Regions from separate parts of the Macaca mulatta genome. Here region 2 is linked to region 1. A link is a contact called in public Hi-C data. All regions are on one chromosome and are shown on one strand. The core of a region is the stretch at or near the end of the contact, and the rest is flanking DNA. Distances in the headings are between cores, read along the strand shown.

Evidence for each region. A called contact is a pair of places that touch in the nucleus more often than the background predicts.
Region 2: a contact with region 1 is called in a Hi-C map of liver, with 4 times the contacts expected there. The contact joins the promoter of SMIM29 here to the promoter of NUDT3 in region 1. A contact is called at or near these places in 3 of 14 Hi-C or Micro-C datasets (fetal cortex germinal zone, fetal cortical plate and liver).

Annotation. Positions count from the first base shown.
Region 1 is chr4:147,882,805-147,890,578 of T2T-MMU8v2.0, reverse strand. NUDT3 (nudix hydrolase 3) reads right to left here and starts at 5,191. Exons shown (of 5, transcript NM_001194714.2): 1 at 4,778-5,191. The coding sequence starts at 4,876.
Region 2 is chr4:148,037,573-148,045,346 of T2T-MMU8v2.0, reverse strand. It overlaps SMIM29 (small integral membrane protein 29), which reads right to left and starts at 3,592. Exons shown (of 5, transcript XM_015136125.3): 1 at 3,454-3,592; 2 at 1,772-1,959; 3 at 1,557-1,582; 4 at 1,139-1,244; 5 at 502-963. The coding sequence starts at 1,882. The coding sequence ends at 898. It overlaps LOC106997914 (a long non-coding RNA gene), which reads left to right and starts at 2,592. Exons shown (of 4, transcript XR_013416501.1): 1 at 2,592-2,753. It overlaps HMGA1 (high mobility group AT-hook 1), which reads left to right. Exons shown (of 6, transcript NM_001266352.1): 6 at 1-260. LOC144340412 (a long non-coding RNA gene) reads right to left here. Exons shown (of 2, transcript XR_013416519.1): 1 at 7,123-7,774; 2 at 6,032-6,822.

The sequences.
Region 1 (7,774 bases), core at 3,942-6,441:
TGGGCAACAGAGCAAGAGCTCAACTCTTTTAAAAAAAAAAAAAAAGTGATTTTAGTGTGACAGGAAAAAAAGAGAAAATATTTTTATACAGATGTACAATGTGTTTTAAGCTAATATTACAAGAGTCAGAACGTTAAAAAATGTAAAAACTTATAAAGTAAAAAAATTACAGTAAGCTGTTAATTTTTGAAAAAAATAATTTTTTGATTTAATGCAACCTAAGCTGTACAGTGTTTCTAAAGTCTACAGTAGTGTACAGTAATGCCCTAAGCCTTCGCATTTACTCACCGCTCACTCACTGACGCATCCAGAGCAACTTCCAGTTGCACAAGCACCATTCATAGTAAGTGTCCTGGTCAGGTGAACCATTTTTTATTTTTTGTACCGTATTTTTCCTGTACTTTGCTTGTTTAGATATGTTTAGAAACACAAATACTACTGCATTACAATTGCCTATTTATTCAGTACAGTCACATGCTGTACAGTTTTGCAGCTTAGGACCAACAGGTTATATACCATATAGCCTACATGTGCAGTAGGCTATACCAGCCAGGTATGTGTAAGTACATTCTATGATGTTCACACAACAACAAAATCACCTAAAGATGCATTTCTCAGTATGTATCGCCAATGTAAGCAACACACGGCTGTATTTTCATCTCTTTTTCTTCACATTGCATGTATGCTTCTTGACATTGCTTAAATTTATAAATCAAGGTCCTATATATACTTATATTACTATCGTATTAATGCTAATAATATTCTGTAAACTATTCCATCTTGATTAAGGCCATCAGTGCCCATTAAAAATTTTTTTTAATTGGGTTGAATGCCCTATTCGGTTTGAATTTTACATTCCCACAATGTGTGGCAGCTAATGCTTCTGGCACATCTATTGAGAACATAAAAGTTCTCCTGGAACTAACAAATTACTTTCCTTCCAACACAATTATATAATCTGAGAGTTGAAAAGCACCCTAGAGATTATTCTGTGGTCCAAAATCCCTTCCGATTAAGGAATCTCATTTAAAACTACTCAACTCTGTCCACAGGAAGGGATGCTAATCTTTAGATTCCCCATGACACAGTGCTGCCGCCATCGTAGGCTCTTTAATACATGCTTTTTGTTGTTTTTAATACACATTTGTTGAACTGAAGAAATCTAAAATGGACGTATTTCACTCATTTTCTTTTTCTTCCCAGGCTTTAGCTATAACACCCACTGCATCTGTAATTGAAAGCTTTGCATGATTCCTCTGCTCATTAACCAACATTCAAAAAGAAATTCAATAAAGGAAACTAAATGTTTCAATGCATTAAAGAAACTTCATTTTAACAGTTTAAAATTTTAAGCTCCTGGACTGGCAAAGTGGCTCTTGCCTATAATCCCAGCATTTTGGGAGGCTGAGATGGGAGGATCTCTTAAGCCCAGGAGTTTGACAATAGCCTGGGCAACAAAGGGAGAACCTGTGATATGGTATGGCTCTGTGTCCCCACCCAAATCTCATCTCGATTTGTAATCCCCACCTGTGGAGGGAAGGACCTGTAATCCCTCCCATGTGTTGAGTGAGGGAAGTAACTGGATCATGGGGAGTTTCCCCCATGTGGTTCTCATGCTAGTGAGTGCTCACGAAATCCAATGGTTTTATAAGTGTTTGGGAGTTCCTCCTTCGCTTCTCTTTCTCCTGCTGCCTTGTGAAGAACGTTCTTACTTCCCCTTTGCCTTCCGCCATGATTGTAAGTTTCCTGAGGCTTCCCCAGCCATGTATAACTGTGAGTCAATTAAACCTCTTTCTTTATAAATTACTCAGTCTCAGGTATTTCTTTATAGCAGTGTGAAAATGGACTAATACACCCTTTCTCCACATAAAATTTAAAAATCAACCAGGTATGGTGGCTTGTTCATGTAGTCCCAGCTACTTGGGAGGCTGAGATGGGAGGATTGCTTGAGCACAGGAGGTTGAGGTTGCAGTGAGCCATGATCACACCACTACACTCCAACCTGCGTGACACAGTGAGACCCTGTCTCAAAAAAATAAATAAATAAAGGCCGGGCACGGTGGCTCATGCCTGTAATCCCAGCACTTTGGGAGGCCGAGGCGGGTGGATCACAAGGTCAGGAGATTGAGACCATCCTGACTAACACGGTGAAATTCCGTCTCTACTACAAATACAAAAAATTAGCCGGGCGTGGTCGCAGGCACCTGTAATCCCAGCTACTCGGGAGGCTGAGGCAGGAGAATGGCGTGAATTCAGGAGGCAGAGCTTGCAGTGAGCTGAGATCGTGCCACTGCACTCCAGCATGGGAGACAGAGCCAAGACTCTGTCTCAAAAAAAATAAAAAATAAAAAATACAATATAAAAACTAGCCAAGCATTGTGGCAGGCGCCTGTAATCCCAGCTACTCAGGAGGCTGAGGCAGGGAGAACTGCTTGAACCCGGGAGGTGGAGGTTGCAGTGAGCTGAGATCAAGCCACTGCACCCCAGCCTGGGTGAAAGAGGAAGACTCCGTCTCAAAATAAATAAATAAATAAATAAATTTTTAAAAATAAAAATGTAAGCTCCTAGAATCGCCTGAACCTGGGAGGCGGAGGTTGCAGTGAGCCGAGATTCGGCCACTGCACTCCAGCCTGGGCGACATAGCGAGACTCTGTCTCAAAAAAAAAAAAAAAAAGAAAAAAAGTAAGCCCTAGAAGGCAAGTCTTATGCCTGGTCTGACTTGTAAGATGCCATGAGGTAGCCTAAACAGACAAGTAAGCTTTCAACATTAATGTTCCTAATGTCAGTGCATAATAAAACATTTAACAGAAAATGGAAAATTAAGCCTTTGTTAGTTTGCTTATGATCTATAGTTTTCAATTTATCAAAAAGACGTTTTCTATTTCTAGTATGATTTATTATTATTATTTTTAATTTAGAGATGGGGGTCTGTTGGCCAGGTTGGTCTCGAACTCGTGGCCTCACCACCTTGGCCTCCCAAAGTGCTAGAATTATAGGCGTGAGCCACCGCGTCCGGCCTGGTGTGATTTTTCTTTTTTTTTTTTTTTTAGTAGAGACGGGGTTTCACCGTGTTAGCCAAGATGGTCTCGATCTCCTGACCTCGTGATCCGCCCGTCTCGGCCTCCCAAAGTGCTGGGATTACAGGTTTGAGCCACCGCGCCCGGCCGTGATTTTTCAAAACAAATAGTCTTGCATCATTTGTGCAACTAAACTATACTTATAATTGGGGTGCTCACAGATTCAGGCATACTAGTGTAGTAAGACATGCTATTATGCTAATCAGCTTTCCCTTCAGTTAAGAGCCTGTGATCCCATCTGATTTCCCATAACATGATATGATAATGAAGAGAATAAAGCCTCTGGAGCAGTAAGCACCACGAATAATTTTACTTTACTCAAATATGCATTCCAAAACAGTGTATAATTTACAGCACGGCCCTGGTTAGCTATTACAATGCATCTGTTTTGGGGACTTTTACAATATATGGTAGGATACAAAGCATACGTTTCCAAATCTCCTTTCTTTCTGTTTTGCTGAAAGGGCGCACACATGGGATCCCTTAACAGCACAATTCACTAACTAATTTTCTTCAGGCAGTAATTCAAATTCCCACTTCCTCCTAAATACCTCTGGACAGCACCTCCTGGCAATCCATCTGTCTCTTTCGCCACAGCTTCTTTTCATAACTAACGGGTCAAGTTCCTTTCCCCATTTCGACACCATGCACTGTACTGCGGCCCTGCCACCATAGCCCACTGCTGAATGCTGGAGTATAACATATTGGATTTCACTGTCCTTCACTGTTTGCAGTTTAACTGCCATTTTACCACAATGCACATAAGAGAAATGCATTCCCACAGGCATCTTATGAATTTCCAAAGCAGCTATTCTTTGTGGATTTACAAAACATGTGCTTCTCTGAACTCCCTTCATCACCACAGAAACGGCTTTGGGAAGCCGAGATTTTTGTTTAAAGTACCCTATCTATTATAAAAAGAAACTGATTCTAAAACATTTTTATTTTCCTAGCTAATTTAATTCTAAGGCTCTTCCCACAAGGCAGTGGAGGAACGTCAGAGCAAAAATATTAAATCCTGCTTTTGGTCTTCCCAATTAATATGAAACATTGTCAGCACACAAAGATTATTATATCAAATGTCCTTTCTTCTCAGACTACACCATAAAGGCTACCCAGCGCACTGTAAAATAAACAGCTGGCTGTGGCTTATGCACAACGCCCTAAATCTTCCGAAGACACCCCCACCCCCATCCCTCGGCTTTGGGCTCACAGACACCTAATCCTTCGGCAAACCCCAAACCTGCCAATGAAGCGCACTATTTCTCTGCCACAAAGGCCGGCCCGCGCCTCGTGCACACCAGCCTCCGCACACATGTGCCTGGCTGACAAGTGCGGAGCGGCTCTTCCTGGATCAAAGCCGTTGGCCTGAACCGAAAGCCGCACTCTTCCCAGCCCACTGCCTTCTCCCGCGGCCGCTCTCCCCGGTAACAGGCGGCCGAACCGAAGCGCTCCGGCCGCAAGCCGGTCACCCCCTCCGCCCGGCGCGTCCCGTGCGGCCACACTCAGACCCGCTTCCCCTCAGCCCCAACGTCCTTGGTCCTTCCCCCCTTTTTCGCCTCAGGAAATTCCGTCGGAACATCATTCTGCACCAGCGGGGCGGCCCGGGCACACCCTCCTCCAGCGGCGGCGCCCCTCGCGCCTCCACCCGAAGGGGCCGGAGACCCGGCGACCCCGGCCAGCCCAGCCTGGCGCCTCACCTCCTCCTCGCTCTCGCTGCGGAAACACAGGCATGCGGCCCGCTTCTTGTAGCCGTCGCCGTCGTAGGTGCGGGTCTGGTTCGACTTGAGCTTCATCATCCTCTGGGCCCGGGTGGGGGTGCGGTGCGGGTCGCGGGAGTCGAGGGGTGGGGAGCCCGCTCTGGACGGCCGCGTGCGCGCGCGCCCCCGGCTCGGCCAAGGGAAGCAGGGAGGGGGAGCTTGTCCGCTACACGGCTCCGCCGCTGGCCTGCCGCGGCCGCCTCATTCCCCCCGGCCCAGGTCCCGCGCCGCCGCTGCCACCGTCACGGCTGCCGTCTCCGCTGCCGCCAGGGCCGCCGCCCCCTCTGCCACCGCCACCCCCGACGACGACCGCGCCGCCATCTTGGGCGCGATGCGTCAGCGGCGTAAGGCCGCACCGGCCTGCGGGACGACCGCGCGCTCGCAGCGCAGGCCGCGTTCGGGAATCGCGCCCTCCCAATCCGCGCGGCGGAAACCAGCGTCTGAAAGTAGCTGGCCGCGCGACTCCAGGCGGCCGCTACGCCGCCAGCGTAGGCGTAGAACTGGGGGGGGGCCGCGCGGAAGAAGCCGGGGGAGATCGGGTACCCGCGCAGGACGCCTAGCGGCTGGAGCGGAGACCCAGCGGTCCAGCTTCGCCAGTCAGCGGATGGGGAAGCGGGGACTTGGCCAAGGTCACGCCGCGTCTCCGCGGCCGAGGATGAACCAAGGTCATGCCACCTGCCCCTGGGCCGTGCCTGTAGGTCTCGAAGGGGTTGAGGAGGAAGGTTTGAAGGAAAAGGCAGGATGTAGTTAAAGGCAACGGAAGCTGCAGCTGGAAACACCTGAGATTTGGAACTACACGGAAACGGGGCGTGGGAGGCGTGTGCACTTTCGTTGATAACCTGAACCTCTGGATGTCTTATGGGCTGGTGCATGTCGCCCATTACAAAGAACAAATATTTATCCTGCAATCCTTTATTGATGCTAAAAGCAATTGCTTCCTCTTACGGTAAACGAGGTCCAGAAAGGAAGACGCGCGCGTGTGCGTGTGTTACACACATAATGTAAATCATAAAACATCATCATTTCTGGCAATAAATGAGGAGTGTGTGTTGTGAATGTCAAACAGATTCTCCAGAAAAAGATACACAGACAGAAGCTCTCCAGAAAGGAAAACTGGTGTATGACCTGTGAATGTTCTCAGCAACCCAGAACAAAGCTAGTACCATGCAGATGCCCTAAACGTACCAAAAATCCTGTGCAGTGTCTGTGAATTGCTTAATACCCTTTTTGGTTTTTTTACTTTTTTAATTTAATTTTTTGTTGAGATTGGGGGTGGGCCTCATTTTGTTGCCCAGGCTGGTCTGGAATTCGTGGCCTCAAAGCTATCCACCCTCGGGCTTCCAAAGCGCTGCGATTACGATTACTTGGGTGAGCCACTGTGGCCGGCTAATCACCCTTTTTGAATTTGCTTGCATTTAGCATAGTCAAAAAGATCTGGGTTTGAAATCAAATACACCTTGGTTGTAACCTCAATTACATTTTTTTAATGTTCATACCACCCGATTACATCATTTTTTAACTTCTGCAAAATAAAGATAAACCTACTTGGCCCTGGCACATAGTAGGCACTCAGGGCACCCCAAATGCTATTAATAGTTTGTTTGCTTATTAAATATTCCTTTCTTCAAGAAAAGAGAATTAGAGTCCAGTAAATGTTGAATGAATAGATAGCTGGAGGTTTTCTTTTGGTTTCTAATTCCTTACCCTGGCTTTTTTATGGGCATGATTTTGTTTGGGATTTTTTATTCGATTGTTTGTTTTTTGGAGACAGGGTCTTGCTGTGTCTATTAAGGTGCACATAATCTCAGCTCAACTGCAGCCTAGACCTCGTGGGCTCAAGCAATCCTCCTACCTCAGCCTCCCAAGTAACTGGGACCACAGGCACCTGTCATGCGGCCTGGAGCACTACCACATCCAGCCAACTTTTGTATTTTTTTGTAGAGACAGGGTTTCACCATGTTCCCCAGGCTGGCCTCGAACTCCTGGGCTCAAGCGGTCTGCCTGCCTCAGCCACCCAAAGTACTGGCGTTACAGGCATGAGCCACTGCTCCCAGCCTATGGGCATGTTTAGTTTCAAGAGCCAAAAAGGTTACCCCCAGATTCCTTGACTGAGTAATAATTACTTTGTCTTTGTTGAGGGAACATTAACCAAGGGATTCTGTCCTTTCCTTGAAGACAATGGGTAAGTACTATGTTTAAATTTGTTTTAAAAACTTATACTTGGCTTGGTGCAGTGGCTCAAGCCTGTAATCTCAGCACTCTGGGAGGCCAAGGCAGGCGGATCATCTGAGGTCAGGAGTTCGAGACCAGCCTGACCAACACGGTGAAACCCTGTCTCTACCAAAAATACAAAAATCAGCTGGGTATGGTGGCGCATGCCTGTAATCCCAGCTACTCGGAAGGCTGAGGCAGGAGAGTCGGTTGAACCTGGGAGGCGGAGGTTGCAGTGAGCCAAGATCATGCCATTGCACTCCAGCCTGGGCAACAGAGCGAAACTCTGTCTGGAAAAAAAAAAATTAGTTAACATTATTCCACTTAAATACCTCTCCAGAAGTCCTACAAAAAGCCAGGGCGTGGTAGTAGTTGCCTGTAAGTCCCAGCTACTCAGGAGGCTGAGACAGGGTGATCACTTGAGTCCAGGAGTTCAAAGCTACAGTGAGCCATGATCATGCCACTACTGCACTCCAGCCTGGGGGACAGAGTAAGACTCTGTTTCTTAAAAACAAAAAAAGTCACATGAGAAAACACCAATAGGTTATTTATTCATTTTGCTAAGCCAGAAACTTGGGAGGCATTGTCTTTTTTGTTTTCAGACAGAGTCTCACTCTGTCTCCCAGGCTAGAGTGCAGTGCAGTGGCACAACCTTGGCTCACTGCAACCTCCACCTCCCAGGTTCGAGCAATTCTCCTGCCTCAGCCTCCCCAAGTAACTGGGATT
Region 2 (7,774 bases), core at 2,343-4,842, 160 kb before region 1:
CCGTCATTGCTGCTGCTACCAGCGCCAAATGTTCATCCTCATTGCCTCCTGTTCTGCCCACGATCCCCTCCCCCAAGATACTCTTTGTGGGGAAGAGGGGCTGGGGCATGGCAGGCTGGGTGACCGACTACCCCAGTCCCAGGGAAGGTGGGGCCCTGCCCCTAGGATGCTGCAGCAGAGTGAGCAAGGGGGCCCAAATCGACCATAAAGGGTGTAGGGGCCGCCGCCTCCCCCTGTTCTGTTGGGGAGGGGTAGCCGTGATTTGTCCCAGCCTGGGGCTCCCCCTCTGGTTTCCTATTTGCAGTTACTTGAATAAAAAAAATATCCTTTTCTGGACTGGAGTCTACTGTGGTGTGTGCCCCTAAAGCCTGGGGCAGGTAGGGTAGGTGACACTTGGGTTCTGGCCCTGTCCTTCAGGCTGTGGGAAGGGAGGGGAAACAGCACTGGAATCACCTCAGAGGAAGGTCATTTTAAGCTTCTTGATGAAATCAACAAAACCCCTAGCCACAAAACGTTTTATTTACAAAATATATACTGAATACTATACATCTGGCCCCATCACCATGGAAACAACTCCAAAGTCGTCCTGGGGATTTATGCCCAAGCCAAGCCCAGGAGGGCTAGAGAAAGCAAAGGTGTCTCCCAGCCGCCCCCATCCCAGAAGGAAAACCTCCCATGAGTGCCTGTGGGTGGGCAGTGAGCTCGACACCCACAAAGGGCAGAAGGCCTGGGGGCAGTGAGGTGATGGTGAGGGCATGGGAAGCAGATGCTGAGGGTGGGTGGAGGGAGAAATGGAGACCCAGCACCCAGCAGGGGGAGCCAGGGGAAGCAGGCTGACTGCAGGGCCCCAGGCAGTCCAGGACGGCAGGCTCTGAAGGGTGGGGCAAGGGGGTCAGGTCACGTCTTGACATCCAGCAGCGGCATCCGCTTGTGCTGGTAGCCACTCTGCCAGCCATGTACCACCTGTCGGGCAAGAGACCACACCACAAGGCTGGGCTGTGTTCCCTGGGAGTCTGCAGCACTCAGTTACAGCCCAAGTAAGCAGAACCAGGCTCTGGTTTCAGTGTGGACGAGTATGGCTGGGAACAGGGCTAACCCCCACCTTGCCTCATTCTCCCCCTGGCGCCCAAGTGCTCACCTTGGGGTCTCCCATGTCAGAGAGCAGCTCCTGCTCAGCCTCATGCAGTTCCTCGGCTGGGTCATAGCTGTACATGGGGAGCAGGTGATGGCGCAGTCGGTCCACCCTGGGGAGCAGGGGAGGGGACTCAGCCTAGGAGGCCCCCCAACCCTCATCAAACACCTGGCTGCCCCATCTCGCCTCCCTCTCCCAGGCAGGGGCACTTCCAGTGGGTGCCTTTTGGGACACACTATAGTTCCAAGAATACAACCCTGATTCTACAAAGGGACTTTCCCCAGTGAGTAACCTCAGGCTGGGGCAAGGAAAACAAAATTCAGGCTTGTATCAGGATGGCTTCTTACAGAAAACTCAGAGCCTATGAGCAGGAATTTCAGAATGGGTGTGGGGATAGGGCAGGTGGGGAGACAGGGACACTCACCGCTTTTTCTTCTGTACATACATCACCTGCAACAGAGACACAGCACTGTGGGGGCTGCTGAGCCCGGGGAAGGCCCACAAGCAGAGAGAGGCCCACCTCTACACCCTTCACTCCCTCAACAGGACAGTGGGGACTCTGTGCAGACTGGACCAGGCCCACCCAGCCCCTGCCTTAGCAAAGCTGTGGGTGTCTGTGTGTATATGAGGGCTCCTTACCACAGCCACCACCACCCCGACCAGGGTGATGAGGAAGAAGGGCCCCAACACATAGCCCACCATGGAGTCGCTGTTGGCCTGGGGGGCATTGGGCACAGTGGTGTTACTCATGACATCAGCAGCCGGAGGGCTGGGTGGTTGGTCAGCATGGGCAGTGGCACTTCGGGAGGGCGCCTCCACTGGGCTCCCTGGGGAGGAGGAAGGGAGGTTATCAGTTGCACCCAGGTGACATCCAGACTCTGGATCCCTCCCCCAGAGCTGGAGATCTATGAAAACTGGTCCCAGGTCAAATCCTGGGAGGAGGGATCCTCCAGGTAGATGTACCGGGTATAACCCTCCAGTGAGTCTTGGCAAATCCTGGCAGGAAAGGGGATCAAGGGAAGGCCTGGATCCAGGGCTGAGTCCTGCCCAACTCCTATCCCTATATCAGGGCGGGGCCCAGCTAGAGACATTTACAAGTCTCAACTTCTGGGGAAAGAAGTGCAGGTTTCCAGTGCCTGCCCCAGCCCTTTTGGGGCATTGGGCTGCCAGTACCTGTCCAGTGGAGCAAAATGGATAAATGAGGTCTAAAGGAGGGACCTGCACTGCAGCCAGGGGTGAGGTGGGAGCATCTGAAGGAGTTCCGCTTCCATTCTGGTCCAGTCCCACTTAAAGCGATGGGCTCCATGCCTGAGTTCTATGCCCTTGTCCCTGGTGTCACCTCAGACATACAGCCCGAACACCCTCTGCCCCATCGGTTTCGTGTGCCAGGGTGGACACGAGTGGGTAAAGCTGGATTGTATCTTCAAGATGATGTCACCTTCCTCTTGTCTCCACCCAGGGCTCCGCCCAGGTCCCTCCCCTCCTGGCCTGGGCTGACAGGCAGAGGTGGAGAGGGTCAGTCCCCATCGACAGAAGCAAAGAGATCGTCCTGGGGCGGTTTGCACGCTGATGGCCCAAGGTCCGCGACCCAGGTTCGCTTGAGTCTCTATCAGAGGGCAAGGTATGAACGACCTACCCCCGTGTCCGTAGGGCACGGGGCATCGAGCTTGCCCTTACCCAGTCGTATGCTCATCGTCCCAGGCCAAGGGGGCATGCCAGGGTGGGGAGGGCGTCAGGCCGCTGCTAGGATGCGGGCCAGCAACAGTGGACAGGAGGTGGTTCCCACGGCGCTGGGAGGCTCAGGCCGGAGGTGGGGGGTGTTGGGGGACGCGGATGAGCCGCCCCGCGCCCGAACATCCTGGAAGCCTGGCACCCCGAGGCGTGGACCCGTGCCGGCGCTCTGCAGCCCAGCCGGCCTGGCCATGCCTTACCTCCCGCCGCTGCAGCCCCGACAGGAACGCCCTCGGTTGGCTCCCCGGCCCCGGAAAAGCCGTCAGGCGCGTGATCAAAGGACCCGGGGAAATGGGCCGGGCCTTAGCGCCCGGGCGCAGCCAATCCGGTAGCGGAAAGCGGGTGGCCTGGAGATTTCTGGAGCCGCCAATCCGGAGGCGGGGGTGGGCGGTGCGAAGGCGGGGACAGCGGGGCTTGCAGGGTCCGCCCCGCGGCGGCAGAGGGCAGCCGAGGGCTACGCAGCGGGGGAGGAGCGGGCGGCTCGGGGCAGGATTGGGCAGGGCGGGGCGCGCGCAGTTTTCCGGAGGCCCCTGGCCCTCCCGCGTCAGGAGCTCGGATTCTGGGAGATCCCGGGCGACCACCTCACTCACCCGTCTCGTTGCAGCCAGAGTAGGGTCGCGCCGCACTCTAACGTTGAGCCCAGGCCCTTCGCGGCAGGACCCTGCTCCGGGCCCTCTCGGCCTCCTTCTGTGTTTGTTCCCTGGCCTTCGGGCTGTGCTCGACTGGTAGAGTGCGGCAGGACTGGGCTACCGGGGGCCCTGGCACGCCCACCCTCTCTGCGCCTTTTTTTTTTTTTTTTTTTTTTTTTGAGATGGAGTCTGGCTCTGTCGCCCAGGCTGGAGTGCAGTGGCACGATCTTGGTTCACTGCACCCTCCGTTTCCTGGGCTCAAGTGATTTTCCTGCCTCAGCTCTCCAGTAGCTGGGATTATAGCGCACCACCACGCCCGGCTAATTTTTTTGTATTTTTAGTCGAGACAGAGTTTCACCGTGTTAGCCAGGCCGGTCTCGAACTTGTGACCTCAAGTGATCTGCCTGCCTCAACCCCCCAAAGTGCTGGGATTTCAGACGTGAGCAGCCGTGCCCGGCCTATTGTGAGGATTAAATGATGACATGAGCAGGGAGCTTACCACATAATATCCCCTGAAATGTTAAGTTACTCCTGTTCACCTGTTTTCGGTTTTAGGGAACACACGAAGCGGCGGGGTGAGGTTCCCCTGGGTCAAAGGCAACTTGCTAAGTTGGTAAACTTGGGTCAAAGCTTTTGTGGTCTTATCATTAAAATGGCACACATTTACTGGGAAAATCTGACTAAGGCCAGTGGAATTTACCAGTGTCAATATTCTGGTTGTGATTATTACAGTTTTGTAAAACGTTATCATTCTGGGATTTTTTTTTTTTTTTTTTTTTTTTTTTTTTTTTGAGACAGAGTCTTGTTCTGTCACCCAGGCTGGAGTGGGAGTAGCTGGAACTAGGGGCGCCTGCCACCAGGCCCGGCTAATTTTTTTGCATTTTTAGTAGAGACAGGTTTCACTGTGTTAGCCAGGATGGTCTCGATGTCCTGACCTCGTGATCTGCCCACCTCGGCCTGCCAAAGTGCTGGGATTACAGGCATTGGGGGAATTTAAGCAAAGTGTACACAATCTCTCTGTATTATTATTATTATTATTATTATTATTCTTTGGAGATGGAGTCTTGCTCTGTCAAGCAGGCTGGAGTGCAGTGGCACGATCCTGGCTCACTGCAATCTCCGCCTCCCAGGTTCAAGTGATACTCCTGCCTCAGCCTCCCAAGTAGCTGGGACTACAGGCGCCTGCCACCATGCCCGGCTAATTTTTGTATTTTCAGTAGAGACGGGGTTTCACCATGTTGGCCAGGCTAGTTTCGAACACCTGACCTCAGGTGATTCGCCCACCTCGGCCTCCCAAAGTGCTGCGATTACAGGCGTGAGCCACTGCACCCGGCCTCTCTGTATGATTTTTTTTTCTTTTTTTTCTTTTTTTGTTTTTTTGAGATGGAGTCTCACGCTGTCACCCAGGCTGGAGTGCAGTGGCGCGATCTCGGTTCACTGCAAGCTCCACCTCCCATGTTCACGCCATTCTGCCTCAGCCTCCTGAGTAGCTGGGACTACAGGCGCCCGCCACCACGCCCGGCTAATTTTGTGTATTTTTAGTAGAGACGGGGTTTCACGGTGTTAGCCAGGATGGTCTCAGTCTCCTGACCTCGTGATCCGCCCGCCTCGGCCCCTCAAAGTGCTGGGATTACAGGCATGATCCACCGCACCCAGCCCTCTCTGTATGATTTCTTACAACTATATATGAATCTACAGTTACGTCAAACGTGTATGTGTGTGTATACATATGCATATATATTTTTTATATATATAGTTTTGTAGCAGACCCTCCTCTACCCCCCCAAAATCACACACGATTGGGAAAACTGACTGGCAGATTATGGAAACCACCCAAGAACATCAAGGTTCTGGCAGCTGAACCAGGCTAAAGCCCTCCTGGATCACCAGGTGGTAATGGGCAAAAGGCATGATCTAGGTCACCCTGTTCTTGCCAGAGGAACCCTTAGGGGCAGATGTGAGGTTCTGGGAGCCCAGGCCCTATTAGCTAGAGGCAGCCAGTGGTGCCAACATGGGTGAATTGCTTCGTCTGGTCCAGCTACAGGTTTCCTCAGGCCCTTCCAGGGAAGGCTGGATGAGGGCAGGTCTGGTGCAGAGGTCAGAGGGCAGATGGGAACTTTGATCCCTTGTCTCCAGACACTACCATCTGACTGTCATGGGGAATCAAGGATGGAGGGAAAGGATTGAAAGAAATGCGTGAGTCTGGAAGCTCCAGTTGGATCTCCTACTGCTCTCAAGCTTTTGAGTCTGGAGAGTAGGGAGACCCCTCACCCTAGGCTTCTGTCAGACAGAGCTGGGCCTGCCACGCCTTGCAAGCAAGTTGGGGGTAAGTGATGGGGTTTGAGAACTTAGGCCCTTATGACTGCCCACACATTCAACTTTTGTCCAGTTCCTCAGGCCTTCTAACCACAAATCTTGAGGGCCCTCTATGAGCAGGCCCAGTGGTCACATTGCTTAGAGGGGTATGTGGAGAAAGCCACTCTCAGGGCCAGAGACCCAGTAAAGATTTTACTTTCTTTTCCTTCCCCCCACCCCCTCCTGAGATGGAGTTTCTCTCTGTCATCCAGGCTGGAGTGCAGTGGCACGATCTCAGCTCACTGCAACCTCTGCCTCCCTGGTTCAAGCGATTCTCCTGCCTCAGCCTCCCGAGTAGCTGGGACTACAGGTGTGCACCACCATGCCTGGCTAATTTTTGTATTTTCAGTAGAGACGGGGTTTCAACATGTTGGCCAGGCTGATCTCTGACTCCTGACCTCAGATGATTCACCTGCCTCAGCCTCCCAAAGTGCTGGGATTATAGGTGTGAGCCACCACGCCTGGCCAGGTTTTACTTTCTTTACTCCTAAGAGAGAACACCCTTGTGAGCTAGGCAGGGCAGGTGGAGCAACCGCGATTTGCAGATGAGTCAGTTGATGCCTAAGCAGTGTGATGACTTCTCAGGGCCCTTGGCCTGATCATTAACGGCAGAGTGGGACGAGATGACAGGTGGGCCTCTCTTCTTGGACAACTCTCTGCTGACAGCTGCCCCAGAGCTACATTTGAGGCCTGGTGTCTTCCTGTGTTCAAGCTTCATATCTGATGAGAGTACCTCCAAGTATAGCCAGGAAAACTGCCGCTCTGCCTTCCCTCTTCATGCAGCTGCCATTTCAGGAAGCGGGAGGCTAGGGTGGGGCTGAGACTACATTGTGCTCCGCTGCTCGAGTTTTGACTGCCTCCTTATCCATGCTGCTGTGGTTACTGCCTGGACTTGTCTGCCCACTTCAGCTAATGCCTCACTCATCCTTGTGTCCTCCAGCTCTGGATGCACTGAACAAACCAAAAAAGCAAGACCTGGCCGGGCGCGGTGGCTCATGCCTGTAATCCCAGCACTTTGGGAGGCCGAGGCGGGCGGATCACAAGGTCAGGAGATTGAGACCATGGTGAAACCCCGTCTCTACTAAAAATACAAAAAATTAGCCGGGCGCGGTTGTGGGCGCCTGTAGTCCCAGCTACTCGGGAGGCTGAGGCAGGAGAATGGCGTGAACCCGGGAGGCGGAGCTTGCAGTGAGCCGAGATCGCGCCACTGCACTCCAGCCTGGGCGACAGAGCGAGACTCCGTCTCAAAAAAAAAAAAAAAAAAAAAAGCAAGACCTGAAAGGATTGAACTATTTTCGGTTAACTTCTAGAATGAAGCTCAAGAAGATTTATAGGAAGGCAAAAATACCCAGTTTTTATAATATCTGACATCCGTTAAAAAATGGACCCTGGTGGCCGGGCACGGTGGCTCACGCCTCTAATCCCAGCACTTTGGGAGGCCGAGGTGGTGGATCACCTGATGTCAGGAGTTCGAGACCAGCCTGGCCAAAGAGGTGAAACCCCGTCTCTACTAAACATACGAAAATTAACCGGGCATGGTGGCGGGAGCCTGTAATTCCAGCTACTCAGGAGACTGAGGCAGGAGAATCACTTGAACCCAGGAGGCACAGGTTGCAGTGAACCAAGATCACGCCATTGCACTCCAGCCTGGGTGACAAGAGTGAAACTCCGTCTCAAAAATTAAAAAAAAAAGGGCCCTGGCTGGGTGCAGTGGCTCACACTTGTAATCCCAACACTTAAGACAAGGAATGTATGAAAAATATCCCAGTGATCTTCTAGAGATGAAAACTACAATATCAGATTTTTTAAAAAAAAACCATACTGGACAGGATTAATTACACTGGACAAGATTAATGGCAGGTTAGATGTTACAGAAGAAAAGACAAGTGAACCTGAGGGCATAGCAATAGAAACTATCCAGAATGAA